3 separate regions of the Mus musculus genome follow, and all the other regions are linked to region 3. Evidence: chromatin contacts called from public HiChIP or PLAC-seq data. All regions are on one chromosome and are shown on one strand. The core of a region is the stretch at or near the end of the contact, and the rest is flanking DNA. Distances in the headings are between cores, read along the strand shown. Region 1 holds the start of Oprd1 (opioid receptor, delta 1). Region 2 overlaps Ythdf2 (YTH N6-methyladenosine RNA binding protein 2). Region 3 holds the start of Srsf4 (serine and arginine-rich splicing factor 4).

The links. HiChIP or PLAC-seq counts read pairs in DNA pulled down with a chosen protein or histone mark.
Region 1: a contact with region 3 is called in an H3K4me3 HiChIP or PLAC-seq map of bone marrow-derived macrophages, with 3 times the contacts expected there. The contact joins the promoter of Oprd1 here to the promoter of Srsf4 in region 3. A contact is called at or near these places in 2 of 39 promoter capture datasets (hippocampal neurons and stem cell-derived epiblast-like cells), 8 of 115 datasets of contacts at active chromatin or transcription factors (bone marrow-derived macrophages, embryonic limb bud, embryonic stem cells and 3 more) and 3 of 9 other capture datasets (adipose tissue, liver and pancreatic islet).
Region 2: an H3K4me3 HiChIP or PLAC-seq map of bone marrow-derived macrophages shows a contact between it and region 3, with 4 times the contacts expected there. The contact joins the enhancer-like site here to the promoter of Srsf4 in region 3. A contact is called at or near these places in 10 of 39 promoter capture datasets (the 3T3-L1 cell line, the C10 cell line, the HPC-7 cell line and 8 more), 8 of 484 Hi-C or Micro-C datasets (CD4 T cells, CD8 T cells, the G1E-ER4 cell line and 3 more), 13 of 115 datasets of contacts at active chromatin or transcription factors (the SCID.adh cell line, astrocytes, bone marrow-derived macrophages and 7 more) and 4 of 9 other capture datasets (adipose tissue, embryonic stem cells, liver and 1 more).

Annotation. Positions count from the first base shown.
Region 1 is chr4:132,143,054-132,145,753 of GRCm38.p6, forward strand. It overlaps Oprd1 (opioid receptor, delta 1), which reads right to left and starts at 1,433. Exons shown (of 3, transcript NM_013622.3): 1 at 1,106-1,433. The coding sequence starts at 1,332.
Region 2 is chr4:132,197,034-132,199,733 of GRCm38.p6, forward strand. The region is part of intron 4 of Ythdf2 (YTH N6-methyladenosine RNA binding protein 2); the gene reads right to left. Among named protein-coding and RNA genes, the nearest start is that of Ythdf2, 14 kb to the right of the region's middle. Within about 2 kb of position 1,353, at least 101 of the 459 cell types and tissues checked have an H3K27ac peak or open chromatin away from gene starts, as enhancers often do. A contact at or near this core is called in CD8 T cells, the G1E-ER4 cell line, adipose tissue and 3 more, where this site is marked.
Region 3 is chr4:131,872,375-131,875,074 of GRCm38.p6, forward strand. It overlaps Srsf4 (serine and arginine-rich splicing factor 4), which reads left to right and starts at 1,265. Exons shown (of 6, transcript NM_020587.2): 1 at 1,265-1,496. The coding sequence starts at 1,390.

The sequences.
Region 1 (2,700 bases), core at 183-2,682, 270 kb after region 3:
TTAGCTATACCCCAAGCCCATTATCCTAGTCTGGCCTCAAATTCTCTATGTAACCAAAGCATGACTTTGAACTTCTGAGCCTTCTGCTTCAACACCCCCCAGGACTGGGATTACAGCCGTGGGACCACCATGTCCAGTGTGTAGTGTGCTGGGGACTGAACACTACAAACTAATGTAAGGATTCACACATGCTGCAGAAGCTATCAATTAAGCGTACAGTCTGTGGCCCCTAAAGCCCTTACTAATAATCTCTCTCTCTCTCTCTCTCTCTCTCTCTCTCTCTCTCTCTCTCTCTCCCTCCCTCCCTCCCTCCCTCCCTCCCTCTCTCTCTTCTCTAGCTGGCCTTAAGTTCATTCTGTAGCCCAGGCCTCAAGGAGGATAAATCTGCCCTGAATCATATCCCGAGTTCCTGACCACATGGCCACTGGGGAAGGGAAGAGAGAACCCCATGGCCAGTTCACAGGAACTACGGGGCTCTCCATCAGAGAACACGCAGCACAAAGACTGGTGTTCAAAGTCATCCCGGGTGCCTCCATCACCTATGACCTAGAGGTTTGACAAGAAACAATGCAAATACACTCTCAGTCTCATACAGAATTACAAACTGATGGCTTGGGACAAGCACACACACAGCAACCACAGAAGACCGACTACTAAATGTGACTTGGGGCGTGTCCCCACAGCCCGGAGCAGACAGTCTGTCCCTGTTGTATGCTCCAAAGACCTAAGGTATTTTGTAGAGCACCTCAGCTCACCCTTGCAAGGTTTCAGAGGATCGAACACACACGCTACCGTCAAACTGCCCAATCACAAACTGCGTGCGCGGCAGACACACAAAGTGTTGCCAAACTGTCCCACCTCCATGATGCAGAAGCAAAGAGATGTCAAGGATGATTAAGTGTTATGTAGTTAGGCTAGTGCAAGCACACACACACACACACACACACACACACACACACGCCTTGTCCTCATAATCTCAGAGGACCTGGCCTCTGTGCAGGACATTCAGGAACCCGGGGAGTCAGGGTTGGGTATCCTGGTCTACAAAGAGTAGAGTCCACTCTGACCCTGGGACCAAACCCCGCGACGCCCTCGGCTGACTCACCGGACGATGCCAAACATGACGAGCACGTTGCCCAGAAGCCCCACTGCGCACACAGCCGAGTAGAGCGCGGTGATGGCGATGGCTAGGGCGAGGGACGAGGCACTACGGGCTCCCGGCGACCCCGACGCATTGGCGCCCGCGCTGGGGAAGGCGCTGGGAAAGGCGTCCGAGAGGTTGACGAGGGGCGAGGACTGCAGCTCCGCACGGGCAGAGGGCACCAGCTCCATGGCGCCGCCGTGTCCGTCTCCACCGTGCGCCCTGGGCGCAGGGACCCAGCGAGTGGCGCGCGGAAAACGGAGGCCACGGCCCCGACGCCGCAGGCTGCAGCGCTCGCTCCCGCCTCCTCCGCCCGGTCGACCGCCCGCAGTGCTCGCCCAAGCCCGGGGAGCCCCGAGCCGCCGCGCGCACCACGTGGTCCGGAGGCGGCCGCCAGTCTGCGCCCGCGATCGGGGGCGGGCGCTGCACCACCGGGCTCCGAGCTGGGCCAGAGAGGCCTCGCGCGCGCTCCCTGCCTGGGCTCCGCTGACTCCAGGTGCCCCCAGCCCGGCCCAGCCTCCCGCCCCACCCCCGTGCCACTTCGGAGTCAGAAGAACCTGGATGCGAATCCCGCCTCCCGCCTCTTCACGGACGATGGGAGTAACCTTGAGCGAGCCGCTTAAGCACTCTCAAGTTCATTCTCTGTGACTGCACGATGAAGAAAATCTCCTGCCGCCTTCAGAGGGTTTTGGGGAGATGAAGACAACGGAGTAAAGAACTCAGATTTCCACCACCACCACCACCACCACCACCACCACCACCACCACCCCCGTGTACTGTGTGCGCTCTGCTCCTTGCCGTGTCTTCTAGAACTGCCAAGTGATTCCTGACCAAGAAACAAAAACAAAACCGTCCAGTTCCCCCAAAGGCTCCGGATGAAAACTAGTAATATGATCAGCTACAACCTCAAGGGGAGACACTGGAAATAAGCCCACCTGGGTCTGTACAGCTTGGCACCGGACATGGCAGACATAAGCCGCAATCAAGGTCACTAACCATCTCACTACATCAAGCTGAAAAAGGTCACACCTATCTGGACAGATGTGTGTATGTTATTAGAGACACAACTTTCCTGTCTGGCTCATTGCTCTGAGCTAGCAGGCTGCTTGAGCGATAAATAAAACCACAAACATCCGTTATCAGCCACACTTTCCTGCGCCCAGTTCACTAGCTCCACATTCACTCTGAGGGCGCCTAACAGAAGAGCCAGGTACATCGGTGTGCATAATCAAAGGCCCGGCTCCCAAGAGCTTACAGCTCAGACCGGAAGAGATGCATCGATTCTAAAAAAACACAATGAAGTCCTATTCAAGGAATGTCGGGGCAGGGTAGGGTCAGGAGAATATTCCTAAAAGAAATGACACTTAAGGTGTTGTGTGGATTTAGAGGTGGGGGAGACTAATTTAGGGAAGAAATAGGAAGAGCCTTCTAGAAAAAAGAAAAACATATATAAAGGTCCTACAAGTCAAAAAGACTGAAGACAGCCAGGGTCACAGCAGGGAGCTCCGTGGTGTTTGTGTTGGATTGGTTTGTTTCCCTCCTCCTCGACTAAGCATACC
Region 2 (2,700 bases), core at 103-2,602, 320 kb after region 3:
TCAACACCACAGAAAATCAGACATGGTAGCAGAAGCCTGTAATCCCAGAATCTAGAAAGCAGAAGCTTGATAATAAGTTCAAGGTCACCCTTGCCCATATAACAAGTTCTGGGATATATGCGATCCTATCTCAAAAATAAATAAAAATTACAATCTGAAGTCCATGGGGGTTCTAGGAATTTCTCCCACCATCTAAAAAAATCCAAGATACTCAAGTACCTTACAGAAAATAGCACAGTATAAAAGTCAGCAATAATAAAGAAAATGGTAGTGTTTGCACACAACCAACACAAATTTTCTTGTGTGTTGAAGATATTAGACTTTGAAAATGTTCTGCCAACATTTCACCACTAAGCAACATACCTGATACACTTTAAATCACCCCTAAATCACATACTATCAAATGAAAATGCTCTGTAAATAATTACTATACTATACTGTTTAGGAACAATGACAAGGCTATACGTGAAGGAGACTTACCTCAGGACATTGTATGAACTAAGTTCTCTACTACTGAGTTACACTACCAGATATTTCCAATCCAGCCAGCCGAAGTGACAGATACAGAAACCACAGCTATAGAGAGCAGACTAAGTGCAAATAAGTTGAAAAGAGCAGTTTCCTCTATGTCTAACAACTCAAATTTGGATTAGCCTTTTTTTTTAAAGTATTTATTTTTATGTATGTGAGTACACTGTCATTGTCTTCAAACACACCAGAAGAGGCCATCAGATCCCATTACAGATGGTTGTGAGCCACCATGTGGTTGCTGGGGTTTGAACTCAGGAGAACAACCAGTGCTCTTAACCACTGAGCCACCTCTCCAGCCTCTCAGGGAAAATTTGAAAGGTAGTTCCCGCCTCCATATTTTCTGTTTTATGCACATGTACAGCTGAATGAGCTGCAGGTGTGCTTGTCTCTGCTGGAGGTTGACATCAAGTAGCTTCCTTTATCACACTCCACTTTTAATGAAACATTTATTTTATTTTTAATTATGTGTGTGTATATGCAAGTGAGTACAGGTGCCCTCAGAGGCACTGATCTCCTTGAGCTGAAGTTACTGGAGTTTGTCAGCCTCCTAGCATAACCTCAGGTCCTCTGCTAAGTGCAGAACAGTACATGCTCTTAACTGCTGAGCCATCTTCAAGAAGTTTTTTGTTCTGCCTATTAAAAAAAAACAACAAAAACATGGGGTCTAGGAATTGACCTCAGGTTGCCAGGCTAACATAGTCCTTTACCCACTAAGCCATCTTGTTGGCCCAGTGTCAGCATTTTAACATACACTGCTCTGAAGCACTTCAGGTGACCTCATGTTCTAATTATCCTTAACGTCAGGTCTGCTGGGGCTTGTTTACTCAGCAGTGCAAAGTATTACCCAGATACTTGCACTACCTTTGTTGGCGCTTATCACTGTGTACAGAAGGGGGCAGCAACAACTTTACTGTCAACCTCTGGCAATGGAACGATCTAAACTGCCACAATCAGTGCTTTTCTTCTTGGCTCATTTGCAGACTTAAGTAAGGGTCAGTAGTGGTTACAGAAAGCAGAAAGGGATCAACCTCTGCTTGCCTTAATTCCAATCAGGTCAACAATGAGTCAGCAAGTAAAGGCGCTTGTCATCAAGTCTACTGCCTTGACTATGATCCCAGGGAACCACAATGGTATCAGAGAACTACAGCAGACTGTTATGATCTACATCATGCACGTTGTGGCTCATACAACCAACAAGTTACACAAACACAAAATAAAAGGTAAATAAAGAAAAGAGCTATGTGAAAGTCCTTCATCACAGTCCCTTGAACTACTGAGAACTCAATGCAATACTTCAAAATCTGTATCAGCCTCTACATCATTCCAGCAAGGACATCTAGGCCTCTTTGCCCATCCTCCCCCACCCCACATTAAACAACCAAACAAAAGTAACAAAGATGCTGAGTCTGCAGAATTTCACTCACATTCCTCCATTTCTTTTTTTCCCTTTAAATCAAGAGTGCCATGTGGCCCAGAACAGCCTCAGAGGTAACTCTGAACTTCTAATCCTCCTACCTCCACCCTTCCAATGCTGGAATTAGAAGTAATGGGCCACTCCATTGTGCAGTGCTAGGAGAATTTTGTGCAATCTGAGCAAGTGCTTTATAAACAGAGCTACACTCCCAGACAGTGGAAGAGAACCAACTACCACAAGCTGTTTTCTGACTCCCACACATGTTGAGTATACAAAATACACCCAACAAATAGAACTGGACGTTCTATTCAGGGGGACCTAAAAAGTGAACTTCAAAGTGTTGAAGTAAGGAATAAATGGAAAACAACAGTAAGTATGTTTATTCCCACCCACCCCCGTCCTTTTTTTGTTGTTGTTGTTGTTTTTCATACAGGGTTTCTGCCTCCCAAGTGCTGGGATTAGGGCGTGCACCACCACACCCGGCTTCTTTTTTTAAGACAAAACTTCACTGTGTAGCCCTGGTCATCCTGGAAGTCACTAAGGAGATCAGGCTGGCCTCAAACTCATTCAACCCACCTGCCTCCTGAGTATTCTGTGTAAAGGCATTTGCCACAATGCTGGGCAAGTATGGTAATTTCTGCCCTAGTCATTTAATAAGAACATATAGAACCTGTATGAACTATCTCTCACTTGCAATCCTAACACTTGAGAGGATTCATTAGAAAGACTGATATGAGTTCAAGGCCAGCCAGAGC
Region 3 (2,700 bases), core at 15-2,514:
TAAATTAACTTCTAAAGGAATACTTAAGAAACTGCCTCTAGAAAGGAAAGCAGAAGATGCAGAAGAGAAAACTTTACCCAGCACATCAGTTAAAGTGGAAATGCAGTAAAGAGACTAAACCCCTCAGTGATTCCTGGGCAAAGCTGAAAAGGAACCTTTCATTACTGAGCACCCACATGCCCCAGCACAGTTCATTACATTTGGTTATTTTGGCAATACACTGGACATCTATAGATTATAATCTTGCAGGTTAGAAATTTTTTCTGAGCTGGCAGAGATGGGGTACACCTTTAACTCTAGCACTTGGGAAGCAGGCAGGTTTGAAGCCAGCCTGGTCCACAGAGGGAGTTCCGGGACAGCCGGGGATATACAGAAAAACCCTTTCTCAAAATGAATAAACAAAAAAAGAAAATAGTAATTTTCTGTCGTGCTTAATCTAACTACAAGGCACTAAACTGAACGGACATAGTTTGGCACATGCTTTTAATCCCAGCCAATAGGCAGACAGGCAAAGTTTCAGGCCAGCCTGGTCTACAGGGCTATTTCTAGGACAGTCAGAACTTTTTTGTTTAAGGATTTATTTTATGTGTATGAGTACAGTGTAGCTGTTTTTAGACAGACACCCTAGAAGAGGGCATCCGATTCCCATTACAGATGGTTGTGAGCCACCATGTGGTTGCTGGCAATTGAACTCAGGACCTCTGGCAGTCAGTGCTTTAAAAAATAAAAATTAAATCTGAGATGTAACTCAGAGATAGGGCACTTGTTAACATCCGTATGGCCCTGAGTTCGATCCACAACACCGCAAAATAATACCGAACCAATTATTGGAACACTTTTACATACCTAGTATCGACACTGTAGAGACAACCCTGAAAGTACAAGGAAGATAAAAGAGACTCAAAGATCCGAGAGAAAGGAAAATGGGCCCAAGGTCATGGATCCACTAACTTCCCACAGGGACGTTTACCGAAAACCACCCCAAAACAGAAAGTCTACCAGAGCAAAGGACAAAGGCGGGAACACCCGCTCGGCGCGCACCCGCGCAGGCACTTCCGGGGGAAGTGCCGCTGCCACGGCGAGCTCGCGAGAGGACGTGCTGCAGCTGTCGCTCACTCGGCCAGGTCCCGCCCCGCGCCGGCGCGCCTCCAGTAAAGCCCCGCCCCCGCCCCTGACCAGGCGGGAAGCGGGCGCGCGCTCCCTCCCGTTCCCCTCCGCCGGGGGGGGGGGGGTAGGGAGACGGGGGCGCGCGTTCTCGAGCTGCGTGCTCGCGTACGTCGCCGGGCTTCGGCTGCGTCCGTCCCGCCGCCCGCCCGTTACCGCCGCCGCCGCGTTTTCCCTTCGCCGGCCGCCGCCTGAGGGGGGCCGGGGCCAGCTGCCGCCGCCGGAATGCCGCGGGTGTACATCGGCCGCCTGAGCTACCAGGCCCGGGAGCGCGATGTGGAGCGCTTCTTTAAGGGCTACGGGAAGATCCTGGAGGTGGATCTGAAGAACGGGTGAGGAGGGCGGCGGAGGGGCCGGCCGGGGGGCTGACAGGGCCGCGGCTGTGGCTAGGAGGCCGCGGGGACGCGAGCGCGGCGCTCGCTGGGCGCTAAGCCGCCGCCGGCCTCCTCCGCTCCGCCATGGCGGCGGTGCCTCGGGGGCGCGGGTAGGCCCGGCTCCCACTGCGCCTGCGCGGGCGGGGGTGGTGGCGGGATAATGGGGACGGAGGCCCGGGTTAGACTGGGGCTCCGGGCGCCGGGGAGGCCTGGGTTTCCGTCGCTGGACTATGGGTCCGAGGCGGCCCTTTCCCGCTCTGGGGCTGCCAGGAGCAGATGAGGGTTCCGGCCCTCTTCTCCCCGTTCCCCAGCCTGACCGGCCAGAGGCTTCCCGGCGTGTGTTTCTGAGGACTGGAGCTCTGGCTTTTTCGCGTGCCACACTTTGGGCGGGAGACACTAGTTTTTGTAGTGCAGTGACAGTTTCGAAAGTACTGGCTTGCCGCGCTTCAAGCCTTGACCGCTCCCTTTCCGAGAGTAAATTAAAGTCCTAGCTCGTTATCTTGGGGAGTCCTTACAGAGTTTTCCACGTTGTGGTTTCGGCTCTCCAACTTGCCGGAAAATGATTGCTGTCGTAGGATTTTTTGAGTGGGTAAGGGCCATCCTGGCCAGGTCTGCGTCGGCTGCTGGTGCAAGTGGAGACACATCTCCAAATTGCCTACTTAACAGCTTTCCCCGTACAATCTGGGCTTGTATTTCTAATCTGCTTTGGCGAAGCAAGGCTAGCAGGGACTACCAGGTTCGGGGAAAACGGGTGAGTTGTCATGCCTAGAGATTGTACGAGCATCTTTTGCTTGGGAGCTGAGAATTATTAGGTAGGACTTGAAAGGCATTAAGCACCGGAACGGCGTCGGAAGCACTAAACCTTGGGTGTTAGGGGAACCCTTGGTTTTTGCTGTGTTTATTTCTTGCCTGTTTTGTTTTTTTCGACTTTGTGTTTGGTCCAATGAGACCAGTAGTAATTGACATTTGAGAAGACATACACTTTAGTATGAATGGCAAATGAACCAGCAGGTTCTCAAAGCTGTCTAGATTTCGAATAATTGACACTTAAAAGACTCTCCTTGCTGAGAACAAGACTTCGATAAAATGTTTATGAATCCTGGATTCGATTCACAAAGACAATTTCTCATTTTTGTTCTTACAGAGCGAACCAGCTGGCATG